Regions from separate parts of the Mus musculus genome. Here regions 1, 2 and 3 are each linked to region 4. A link is a contact called in public ChIA-PET and Micro-C data. All regions are on one chromosome and are shown on one strand. Each heading gives the region's core, a stretch centred on a gene start, on an enhancer-like site or on the middle of the called end of the contact. The rest is flanking DNA. Distances are from core to core; before and after follow the strand shown. Region 1 holds the start of Psmb4 (proteasome (prosome, macropain) subunit, beta type 4). Region 2 overlaps Pogz (pogo transposable element with ZNF domain). Region 3 holds the start of Pi4kb (phosphatidylinositol 4-kinase beta). Region 4 holds the start of Snx27 (sorting nexin family member 27).

Region 1 (2,743 bases), core at 66-2,565, 300 kb after region 4:
CTAGGCCCACTACTTACCTGAGCCAAGTATGCACCATAACCAGTGGCCAGTGAAGGGGCTTCATAAGCTACACCAAGCATGTCCACATAACCGAGGAAGCTAGAGGGACAAACACATCAAAGAACTGATCTAATCTTCCATTTCTTAGCTGTGTCCATTAGGTCTGAATTAAAAGATGGAAATTCTCTGGGGTCAAAGTGCCTGAGGGTGGGGAAGCAGGATAGCTCGGTGGTGAGGGCACTTGCCAGCATGCCCGATGACCCAAGTTTGATCTCTAGAATCCACAATGCAGAAGATGCATGCACACACAAACACACACACAGTACTACACAAGCACAAATACCAAAAGAAGTGTAAAGAACCATTCTGTTTAAAGACTGAAGAGACACTACATAGGTGCTAGGTTAGGCGGTCAAGGAAGTTATCAAATACCTTTCTCCGTCAGCATAGCCTCCAATGACCATGGTGTTCCACAGGGGATTCATCTTGGAGCGGCGGCTGTACATGGCTCTTGTCAACCATGAATGAATAGCTCTAGGGCTATAGCTGTGTCCATCTCCCAACAGCTCTTCATCAATCCTTAAATACAATTGAGAAAGCAATGATAACAGGTCAGGCTCCCCATCCCACTCCCTGTTCTACACACAATTCTACAATCCAAGACCACCCCCCCCAATACCAAAAAGTATTCCAAACATTCACAAATGTCTCAACAATTACCCAAAGTCTCAAGTCCCTCCATCCCGCCTACAGGAATAATAAACGGAAGGCTGTCCGCTCCACTTGGAGGCGACTTACACCATCTGGCCGAGAACTTGTTTCAAATACTGGAAATCAGCGTAGTCTCCCGAGGCACCCAGCATAGTGCTGTCGTTGACTCGCATAATACGAGAGATATTGCGGAAACGAGCCAGGGAGCCGTAGGAGCCCAGCATGTCTGCAGCAATCACCACTCCGCCGTCGAACTTCACCCCGAGTACCGATGTCCCGGTCACCATGGGGTTCCTGAATCGTGAAAAGGGTCCCTGAGCGCGAGGCCGGAGCCCCGATTGCTGGCGCCCGCGCATCAGAGGTCCCCGCATCCCGGCCCGCCGCCCATTCCCGGCGCGGTGAGAGCGCGACTCACTGGGTCCGAGTGATGGGACCCTCGCAGGGCGCCGACGCCGGGTCCATGAGGCCGCTGGGGGTGGCCGGGATGCGGTAAAACTGCCCTGGAGCCGGACCCCCGGCCCAGTGGCCAGCCCGTGACTCCCAAAACGCTTCCATCTTAGTCACCTCAGCCGACAGAAATGAAAGCGCTAGCGTCACCGGAAACGGAAGTGGTCCTTTGCCACGCCTCTCTTCTTCCTGCCTGCCTCTTCCATGGGTCAGGACTCCGGCTCTGTATTTATAAAGCCGTTTGAGGAGTCCTGGTCCAGAGTAGCCGCCAAGACTGACAGAAATGCACAAGGCCGCATCCCCGTATCCCACTGCAGTAGGGATGCCTAGATCCCAGTATTCTGACAATTCAGGAGGAGCAGGCCGTGTGGGACAAGCACCAGGACCTGTTACCATGTGCTTTTTGGATCAATATCAAAAACAAGGCTTGAAGAATCACTGGACCCAAGCTCTCTTACTGTTTTACTTCTCAGAGCCGGCCAATAGAGCAGGCATTATCAACTTATTTGATAGATAAGAAGCCGAAGCATAAGATACAGTGGTTTACCCCGTTACAGTCAATAAAAGGTAGAAAAGATACAAACCAAGGGGAGAGATGGCCCACGTTTATAGCACTGGGGTTCGAATCTAAGCACCCACGGGGTGGCTGACAATCACCTGTAACTCCTCTTCTAGCCCTGAGGGCACCAGGCACTTATGTGGTGAACAAGGGGGGGTGGGGGGGAGAGAAGAGGGAGAAAGAGAAAAATCTTAGTATTCAGAAGGCTGGAACAGAAGGAATGCCTCCAGTACAAGACCATTCTGGACTACACTCAGAGTCCAGGACAACCTGAACTACTGAGAGATCTTGTATTAAAAGAAAAAAGAATCCACAGTGAACTAGAGGCAGTGGAGGAATTCCCCTGCCCCCTCAAGATAGCATACAAAACAATAGGTTTCATTACAGCCTTTTCATCCTAGATGTCGTTTTACTCTACCCTCACTGGTGCCCATCTCAGTGCCTTCCCTGTCTTCCTGCTTCCTCCTCCCTGTCTAAGAAGACCCTTCGTGCTTCCACTGACACGTGTTCTATTACCTTCTAATCCTTCACCCGGGTCCCTAAAGAGCCTTTTCCTTATGAGCACCTTTCTACTTTCCTGACCTAATACACACATACAAACACACCTAGATTCCACATATGAGAGAATATTGATGTTGAAGTTCTGACCCAGAACAATTGGCTGAGGTGCATATTTAACATATTCAAGTCGACATAGCCTCCAGGTTCTCCCAGCATCCCTCAGTCCCTACCTGGCACAACCCACCCTTTACTCTGAACTTTTCCAGCCCAGGGGCCAGGATTCCCCTCCCCACAGAGGCTCTTTCCTATATAATCCAGACATTATTTGTCTGAATATTAATTTTGCCTAATATTCTCTTGTATTTCCTTCAGAGACTCTAGTGTATACAATCCTTTTTTAAAAAAGATTTATTTATTTATTATATGAGTACATTGTAGCTGTCTTCATACACACCAGAAGAGGGCATCGGATCCCATTACAGATGGTTGTGAGCCACCATGTGGTTGCTGGGAATTGAACTCAGG
Region 2 (2,700 bases), core at 88-2,587, 270 kb after region 4:
GTATTTAGGTGGGAAAGGGTTTATTTCAGGCTACAATTCCAGGTTATAGTGTATCTATCATTGCAGGTAAGTCAGGGCAGGAACTTAAAACAGCTAGTTACATCATTTCCACAGTCAAGAACAGAAAAGAAGGGCTGGAGAGATGGCTCAGCGGTTAAGAGTACTGACTGCTCTTTCAAAGGTCCTGAGTTCAAAACCCAGCAACAACATGGTGGCTCACAACCACATGACATCTGACACCCTCTTCTGGTGTGTCTGAAGATAGCTATAATATAATAATAAGATATAATAAATCTTTTAAAAGAATAGAAAAGAAATAGATATATACATGCTCACCTGCTTGCTTGTGTTCGGATCAGTTTTTCTTTCCCTTTTTTAACATATATTTATTTCTATGTACATTGATGTCTTGCCTCCATGTATGTCTATGCAAGGGTACCAGATCCACTGGAACTGGAGTTTCAGACAGTTGTAAGCTGCCATGTGAGTGCTGAGAATTGAATCTGGTCTTGGAAGAGCCCTAACTCTTAACTGCTGTCAGTCAGTTTTTCTCAGCTTATACAGTTTAGCACTCTCTGTCTAGGAAATGGTGACACCCACAGTGATCTGGGTCAGTTAACTTAATTAATTAAAACAGTCAGGGGCTGGATAGATGACTCAGTAGTTAGGAACCAGAGGTCTGGGGTTCAATTACCAGCGTCCACAATGAGGCTCAAAACAATCTATAACTAATTCTAGGGGCATCTGACACCTCTGGCCTCCAAGGGCTCAATGCAAACAAGTGATACACAGACATACATGTAGCCATTTAAATTATCTAATATTTATACCTGTAAAGAGACAGGAGGCATAAACTAGCAGGAGTTAAAAGCCTGCTACCTCAGTGAGGGAACTTTGTTTTCTGAACTATACACAAACTATCTATTTACAAGCCTGATTCTACAACTAAATTACTAGCTCTTTAGCAGTCACTTTCTATCTGTGTCATTGTACCTAACTAGTCTAGTCTACCTTTCTCTTGAGCTCTTTGAAACCCAAGAGGACTCCTTAGCTTTCTTTCCTAGAATATTATTTTACCAGTGGCCTGCAGCTGTTTCTCTGTTGTTCCTACAAACCTAAAGAGGAAATTCTTATCTCTTACCTGGAGCTCTTTTCCTAAAGGCTCTTCTAAGCGGAGAAAGAGGGGGGGGGGGAAGGGGTGGCAGGCGGGCAAGAGAGCTCTATTAAAGGTCCAATTGCTTATAAAAGAAACTTCACCCTTGGCAGGCTGAACCATGTCACTAGCTTAGTGTGGCAAGCCACAGTAGGGGACAAACCACTTCCTGTCTTGGTGGGGTAGCTCTAGGCCATCTAGCTGACTTTGCTTCAGATCATAGAGCCAAGACCACAAGACCTCTCTCTCCCAAGCAACTTGCTTTAAGATAGGCAGGTACTTTTCATTCTTTTGTGTTCTTGTCTGTAGAGGTTTTTTAGATGAATACTCAAACTGCACCGCTACAGGACACTTGTAACTAACTGTGTCTGACATGTAAATGCAGTATCTATTGAAGTTTTTATATTTTGCTAACAATTGGGTTTTCTATGTACAATAGTCAAATATCTTGTAACACAGGCAGGCAAACATACTCATATACATAAAATGAAATAAAAAAATAAAGTAAAAATGTTTCCCAGGACATATACATCGGCCAACCCAGTATAGCCAGTCCCTCACTGAGATTCTTCTCATGATTCTAGTGTGTAGTGATGACAAAACTGTGAAGTCAAGGTTTGGCATTAAGGGCAGGCTGGTGTACATAGTTCTAGGACATTCAGGGCTACATAGAGACATCCTGTCTCAGAAAAACCAAAACAATAACAACCAGTGAGTCAGACATGAACTTGAGAGGCAGAAATAGTTATGTTTCTGTGAGTTCAAGGCTAGCATGGTCCACCAATCGATTTCAAGGGCTACATAGTGAAACTCTATCTCAAAAACAAAGCAACACCAACAAAAGACCCTAAACATCACGATCACTAACTAGACAGTTTTGTGTGTATGCTGGAGACCATTGCATATGCTGGCAAGCACTGTACCCAACACATTATTAGAAGAAGTATAAAATTAGCTTTTACAGTATTGGGCTTCATTGTGGAATTTTCCAAAAAAACATTTGTGTAAGAGTGTGTGTGTGTGTGTGTGAGAGAGAGAGAGAGAGAGAGAGAGAGAGAGAGAGAGAGAGAGAGAGAGAGTATGAGTGTGTGTGTGAGAGAGAAAGAGAGAGAGAGTGTGTGTGTGTGTGTGTGAGAGAGAGGGGGAGAGAGAGAGAGTGTGTGTGTGTGTGTGTGTGTGTGTGTGTGTGTGTGTGTGTGTGTATGTGTGTGTAAGGCAAGAGTTGATGTTAGGGATTTCCCTGTTGCTTTCCATAGACAAGACAAGGTCCTCACTGACCCTGAGCTGCTGTTTCGGGCAGTCTAGGCTGGCTGCTCAGTGAGGTGTCGGGATCAGCCTGTTTCCTCCCTTCCCGAGTGCTCTGATTTAAAGCACCTCACCACCACACCTAGTGGTTCATCTGTTTGCTTTTTTGTTTGGGGCTTTTGTTTTGTATGTTGGTTCTGGGGTCTGAACTCAGGTCCTTCCCATCTTCCTAGCTCCTCCCTGCTTGTCCCTTTCAACCATTGCTGCCTTTAATTCCTCACTTGGGAGATTGAAGCCTGTAG
Region 3 (2,700 bases), core at 127-2,626, 390 kb after region 4:
TCAGCCCTTTGTCTTCAGCTTTAGCTTTTTATCTGCCTCCCAGTTAAATACGGAAGCAGGGGCATGGTTCACTCACCATTTGTCTGTTTCAATAACAGACATGTAGTACTATAACCCATACTTTCTTGATCCCCTCCCCCAAACCTTAGAAAATGTTATTACATCAGATACTACTGTTGTTAATGTAGTGCTATAATAATATTGTCAATATTATTATACAGAAGTTGAGGGTTAGTCCAGCTTGGGGGCATGTGGATATATTCCCACATGTTCCACAGGCCAGTGGCTTGAGCCAAGGAATATCACAAGCAGCCTGGGAAAAATAGACTGTCTCTAAAAAGGGAAAGAGGATAGGAAGGAAGCTAGAGAAGAAAGGGAAAGAAAAAAAAAGGAAACAAAGATCTCAAATCAGCTTATAAGTGCAATGAAGATGTCACCCAAGAGCTAGGCTCAACCCGTAGAATATTAAGAACCTACCCGCCTGCAGTGGTGGCACACGTCTTTAGGCGTAGCACTTGGGAAGCAGAGGTCGACAGATTTCTAAGTTCAAGGCCAGCCTGGTCTACACAGTGAGTTCCAGGACAGCCAGGGCTACACAGAGAAACCCTGTCAAACAAACCTACCCTTACAAGGGGCCTAAGATACTAAGAAAAGTCCCAGGAAAAGCGTTGGGACAGTGATTGTGGGGGGGGGGGGAGGGGTCTATGAGGCCTGTCTCACATGATTTTGTAGCCTTCGGAAAAGGAATAAGCCAAACTTTTGTCATTTCACTCACTTTTCCTAAGCTGGCTTGTCCAGCCTCTGTTAAGGCTTTGGCAGCTGGGGTGACCTTGGAAGCAGCACCTTGTCCCAGAGTGATGGTGCGAAACAGTGAAAGATTGAGGCGGTTGGACTGGGCCATTCCTGAAGCTATAGGGGCAAACTCATGGCATCATCCTTAAAGATGAGTAGGAAGAGGGAAATGAAGGTGATTGTACTCCTTTTTTCGTCCCTTCTCTTTCTTGTCTGTTTTCTGGCCCTCCTGCATGGGTCCTACCGGCTGACTTACGAAAGAAATCCCGTAGGATAGGAGAGGGAGAAAAAAGCCACTGGTGGCAGTTACGGTAACTCAGTGGTTTACGCAAATGAATAGTTTATATATAATTTGCATGTTCATACACTTTTGGAAGTACATAAAATATCGGTACCTCCACGTCCCTCCACTGATCTTACCCACGCTACTTCCCTCTCGGCTTCCTTAGTAAAGCCTGTCTCTTAGGCCCGCCCTCAAACACAGGGCCCGCCTTCCCCCGTAAGCCCCTCCTCCCTGCCCCCCCTCCCTAGCTTCCAAAAGCTCTTCCCCGCCCCCTTTTCCTTTCTGAACAGGCGTGAGTCGGGCAGCTCACTCGACTCAGATTACGATGGCATCAGTAGTGTCCTGACACCGGGAAGCAGGAAAGCAATCTCCCGGAAGAAAGGCTCGGGCCCAGGGGACTCTTACATCGGAACCCGCCAAGGAATTGTTATTTTGTGTCCTGCTAGTGGGGTCCGGTCCAACTTGAAGTTGCGTGAAGGCCCCTTCAGGCGGCGCCGCGGGCAGCCCCGCAGCCGGGGCCTGGAGCAGCCGCCGCGGCCGCTGTCAGGGAAGCGCAGGCGGCCAATGGAACCCGGGAGCGGCCGCTGCTGCTGAGGCGGCGGTGTCGGCAGTCCGACCCCGACCGCCTGCACCCCCTCCGCGAGGGTTCCCCGGAGGTAAGCGGCTCCTCCCCCGTGAGTCGCCTTTGCCTGTGTGTGTGTGTGGGGGGGTCCTTCTGCCACCCTGTCCCGCCCAGCCTACCGCGACCTGGGTTCGACTACAAAACTGCCCCCCTGGTGGCAGCTGCACCCCGAGGTCCTTCACCCTTTCCTCTCGGGCCCGGGGTAGTCTTCTCTGCTTTCTGGCTTCCTCTTCAGTTTAGCCCCTCCCTCTGCCCCGTGGATTCCACCTCCCCACCAGCAGGACACACACTTCGTACCTCTGTTGCCTCTGTTCCGTAACTATCTTCCTAAGTCGTGAACCTTTTCCACATTTGACCCCTTCTACAATATCATCCATGTTTGCCTTCCTCGCCGTTTGTGTTTCTGCTCACAAGCCTCTTCCATGGACTCCGCCTTTATCCCTTTTCCTATTTTGCCCCACTCTTCCGAGTCTGTGCAATCTCAGCACAGAGTTCTCATTTCCCTCAGCTACAGATTGTATCCCTCTCTTCTGCTTCCAATTCCATGACCTCACCATGACCCACTCCCCCAGCTCCTGACTTCCAAGAATTGCCTATTCCCTTCTCCTTAAAGGATCTCAGACTACTGTCATCATACCCAGATACCATCCACTTTGACCTTAGTCCTCAACCCCTCTCTAGGGTGCCTGATGATACCTGAAGCTGTCTTTGGCTTCTCTTTCCCCTTTCTCAATCTCCAGCCCTCTGGAGGGCTTCCCGTAGGAGAAAGCTCTGCCGTGAACACCCCTACAGATAGTGATTTCCAACTTTTGACATTCTCTCCAGGGATTTCCAACTTTTGACATTCTCTCCAGGATTCGGCTGATGTTTGTCTCCCTCGGCTCTGTTTTCCCTGTGGTCTTTAAGTGTTCTCTATCATGCCTTTTATCTCCACATATGATTTCAGATCAGCTAAAGCTTGAACTAAGAAGATGTGAGAGGATGGGGAGCCACAGTTGTCTCA
Region 4 (2,700 bases), core at 83-2,582:
GTGGGTTGCAACAGCAGAAGGGGCCTTAAAAAGAGAAGGGAAAGCTACGTCGAGAAATTTAAAGTGTAGGATTGCAATAGCACAGAGCAGGAGGAAAACGGAGCGGGCAAAGACCTAAGTCGACTGCAGTCTGAGGGAAGCAGGAGCTAGGAGCACTATTAAACCGAACTCCAAGGTGTGAGGAGTGGTGCACGTGGGAAGTCGGGGAGCCAGAAAAGGCTGTACTCAAAAGCAATGTAGCCATGGAGAAGCTAGCCTGAAAATCAGGTTGCAACCCCTCCCCCAAAAACGCATGTGATAAGGTATACTCGAGATGGTGTGACTACAAAGAAGAAGAGGGGAGAAAAGGCCAAACGGTGGATGCAAAAATGTCGGTGTGCTTTTATCATAACGGGGAATAACTAAGGAAAGTGGGTGGAGGGTTAAGGTGGGGAGAAATGATGCCTCCAGAGGAAAATGAGCTGACCACAGGTCCTATCAGGTCTAGAGGGCAGAAGGGACAGTCCACAAGGTCTGAGGGGAGTGGCAGCGACCAGGAAACTATGATGCTAAAGATGAAAAGTTGGGGAGGACACAGTACTGGCTAGGTCGAAAGGAGACTCCCTCAGTAAGGGGCAGAAAGAGGCATGCTATAGAAGAAGGCAAACGGGTTGAGAGCAGCCAAAGGCATGGGAGCAGCAGGGAGAGCACAAACTGGAGACGCCAGGAAAGCAGGAGGCTCCAAGCCGGGCCGCGAAGGCCCGCGGGGGGCGAGGGTCGCGGCAGGCTCTCGAGCTAAGAGAGGTGCGGCCTGGGTGACAGGGTGCGGGGCCAGGACAGGCGAAGGATAGGAGGACGGGGCGTGGCGGCAGCGATACTCACACCTCCAGGATGCGGTCCCCTTTGCGCACCCCGGCCCGGTCGGCCGCCCCCCCGGGCAGCACGGCGCTCACATGCTGCAGCGGCGCGTACAGCTCCCCGTTGATGCTCCGCAGTTGCCCGCCCTCGCTCACTTGGCCCCGCACGTTGAAGCCGTAGCCGGATTCGGACTTGACAATGCGCACGACCCGCGGGCCGCCGCCTCCCCCGCCACCGTTCCCGGCGCAGTGGAGCCCAGACCCCCCGCCGCCGCCTCCATTCCGGTGCGGGGCTGAGGGGTGAATACCTTCCCCGTCCTCGTCCGCCATCTTGCGAGCAAGCGAGCGGTCCCCCGCCCCCCTACGCCTCCACTCCTCCGGCGCGCGCCCGCCCCCTCCGGCAGCCGCGCGACCCCGGCGCGCGCCCGCTCCGCCGACCGCTGGAGCTAGTGGGCCACCGCGCTGCGAGGGGGTGAGGAAAAGGGAGCAAGGCGGGAGAAGCAGACGGTTGGGCGCTGCAGGGCCTCCTGGGAGATGTAGTTCTGCAAATGGTGCATGACGCATCCGGGCTCAAAGCCTTCTGGGAGTTGTGGTTTATTGGGCTTTGGGCTCTGGTTAAGTTTCCTTGGTTGGATGATGAGAATCTTTTTTTGTTTTGTTTTTTCGAGACAGGGTTTCCCTTTGTAGCCCTTGCTGTCCTGAACTGGCTCTGTAAAGCAGGCCGACCTCAAACTCAGAGATCCACCTGCCTCTGCCTCCTGATTGCTGGGATTATGCCCGACCACTAGTTGGTGATTCATTGCAATCTTGAATCGGTTATTCATTTGTATATTCATGTTGGACAAAGCCCCAGCAATCAAGTGATACAACCAGATCGTGAATTCGGTTCCTTATTTCAAGTATTAGGATACGGAACTTTAGTGTTACCAAAGTCAAGCAGCAATTATGTAACAGCATTTAAAGCTCAGCTGTTTTTGCGCAACTTTCTTTTCCATGTTATTGCAACTTCACGGCTATATACAGACATACAAAAAAGCATGTGTGGAGGAAAACAACAGCTTCCATGATTTAGAACTGGATATTAAAGTGGTCAATAATTTTAATTTAGCAAGAGTTTTGAAGTTGCTTTTATCTTGTTTATTTCATTTCTTCCAATAGCACAAGAGAATTCTTAGAAAGCATGCAGTTGGTGTTTTTGGCGATCTGGCAGGATATAAACTTGATAGAGCTGGGTGCCTGGTGACAGCAAGTAATGACAGAAATAATGCACATAGCAATCTACGCCATCACTGCTCCACTTTGGTATTTGATTTCCCCCTACTGATAAGGTCACTAGTTAATCCATTCCTGTTTAGTAGATGTTGTAGAATACACAAGATTCCACAAAGCAAAGACAAAGGAAACAGTATCAGCCTCCTCAGGTATTCTCAGTTCTTCCCCACCAAGCACCATGTAGATAAAGAGCTCTGATGAGTGATGTTCCCCTAAGGTATCAGAGCCTAAGACACACAACTTGGAAAGGTTGCCATTCTGTACAAAGGAATACAGTAGACTTGCTCTTTGTCCTGAGGGGGACATTACTTCATCTCCCAAAGTGACATATTAACACAACCCCCCAACCGGAGAAATAACCTGGAGATAACGAGCCAGGAGTCTTCCTTCTTGGCATCCAGCAGAAGAAGAGGAGAAGCACCAAGAACTACCTTTCTCAACATGACTATGTACCAAGTCTTTACATCTAGAACTTATTAACGCTTTACAGCACTAGCCCAGTCCCTGCTTGGTAGATGAGGTTACACAAGTAAAAAATTATGAACCTAAAAGAAGCAGATAATTTATAAAAACAAACAAGCCCCTGAAAGAG

The links. A called contact is a pair of places that touch in the nucleus more often than the background predicts. ChIA-PET counts read pairs in DNA pulled down with a chosen protein or histone mark.
Region 1: a contact with region 4 is called in an RNA polymerase II ChIA-PET map of memory CD8 T cells, with 38 read pairs. The contact joins the promoter of Psmb4 here to the promoter of Snx27 in region 4. A contact is called at or near these places in 19 of 39 promoter capture datasets (the 3T3-L1 cell line, 3T3-L1-derived adipocytes, the C10 cell line and 11 more), 2 of 484 Hi-C or Micro-C datasets (CD4 T cells and embryonic stem cells), 4 of 115 datasets of contacts at active chromatin or transcription factors (astrocytes, effector CD8 T cells, embryonic stem cells and 1 more) and 2 of 9 other capture datasets (adipose tissue and liver).
Region 2: an RNA polymerase II ChIA-PET map of memory CD8 T cells shows a contact between it and region 4, with 10 read pairs. The contact joins the enhancer-like site here to the promoter of Snx27 in region 4. A contact is called at or near these places in 16 of 39 promoter capture datasets (the C10 cell line, the HPC-7 cell line, cranial neural crest and 10 more), 2 of 484 Hi-C or Micro-C datasets (embryonic retina and stem cell-derived neurons), 2 of 115 datasets of contacts at active chromatin or transcription factors (effector CD8 T cells and memory CD8 T cells) and 2 of 9 other capture datasets (liver and pancreatic islet).
Region 3: a contact with region 4 is called in a Micro-C map of embryonic stem cells, with 4 times the contacts expected there. The contact joins the promoter of Pi4kb here to the promoter of Snx27 in region 4. A contact is called at or near these places in 10 of 39 promoter capture datasets (the 3T3-L1 cell line, 3T3-L1-derived adipocytes, the C10 cell line and 7 more), 1 of 484 Hi-C or Micro-C datasets (embryonic stem cells) and 2 of 115 datasets of contacts at active chromatin or transcription factors (memory CD8 T cells and microglia).

Annotation. Positions count from the first base shown.
Region 1 is chr3:94,885,643-94,888,385 of GRCm38.p6, forward strand. It overlaps Psmb4 (proteasome (prosome, macropain) subunit, beta type 4), which reads right to left and starts at 1,316. Exons shown (of 7, transcript NM_008945.3): 1 at 1,127-1,316; 2 at 799-1,005; 3 at 433-579; 4 at 18-99. The coding sequence starts at 1,266.
Region 2 is chr3:94,850,599-94,853,298 of GRCm38.p6, forward strand. All of the region lies in intron 1 of Pogz (pogo transposable element with ZNF domain), which reads left to right. Among named protein-coding and RNA genes, the nearest start is that of Pogz, 15 kb to the left of the region's middle. Within about 2 kb of position 1,338, at least 79 of the 459 cell types and tissues checked have an H3K27ac peak or open chromatin away from gene starts, as enhancers often do. A contact at or near this core is called in the HPC-7 cell line, effector CD8 T cells and memory CD8 T cells, where this site is marked.
Region 3 is chr3:94,973,355-94,976,054 of GRCm38.p6, forward strand. It overlaps Pi4kb (phosphatidylinositol 4-kinase beta), which reads left to right and starts at 1,377. Exons shown (of 11, transcript NM_175356.3): 1 at 1,377-1,731. It overlaps B230398E01Rik (a long non-coding RNA gene), which reads right to left. Exons shown (of 4, transcript XR_003954666.1): 2 at 1,995-2,700.
Region 4 is chr3:94,581,384-94,584,083 of GRCm38.p6, forward strand. Snx27 (sorting nexin family member 27) reads right to left here and starts at 1,333. Exons shown (of 12, transcript NM_001082484.2): 1 at 862-1,333. The coding sequence starts at 1,166.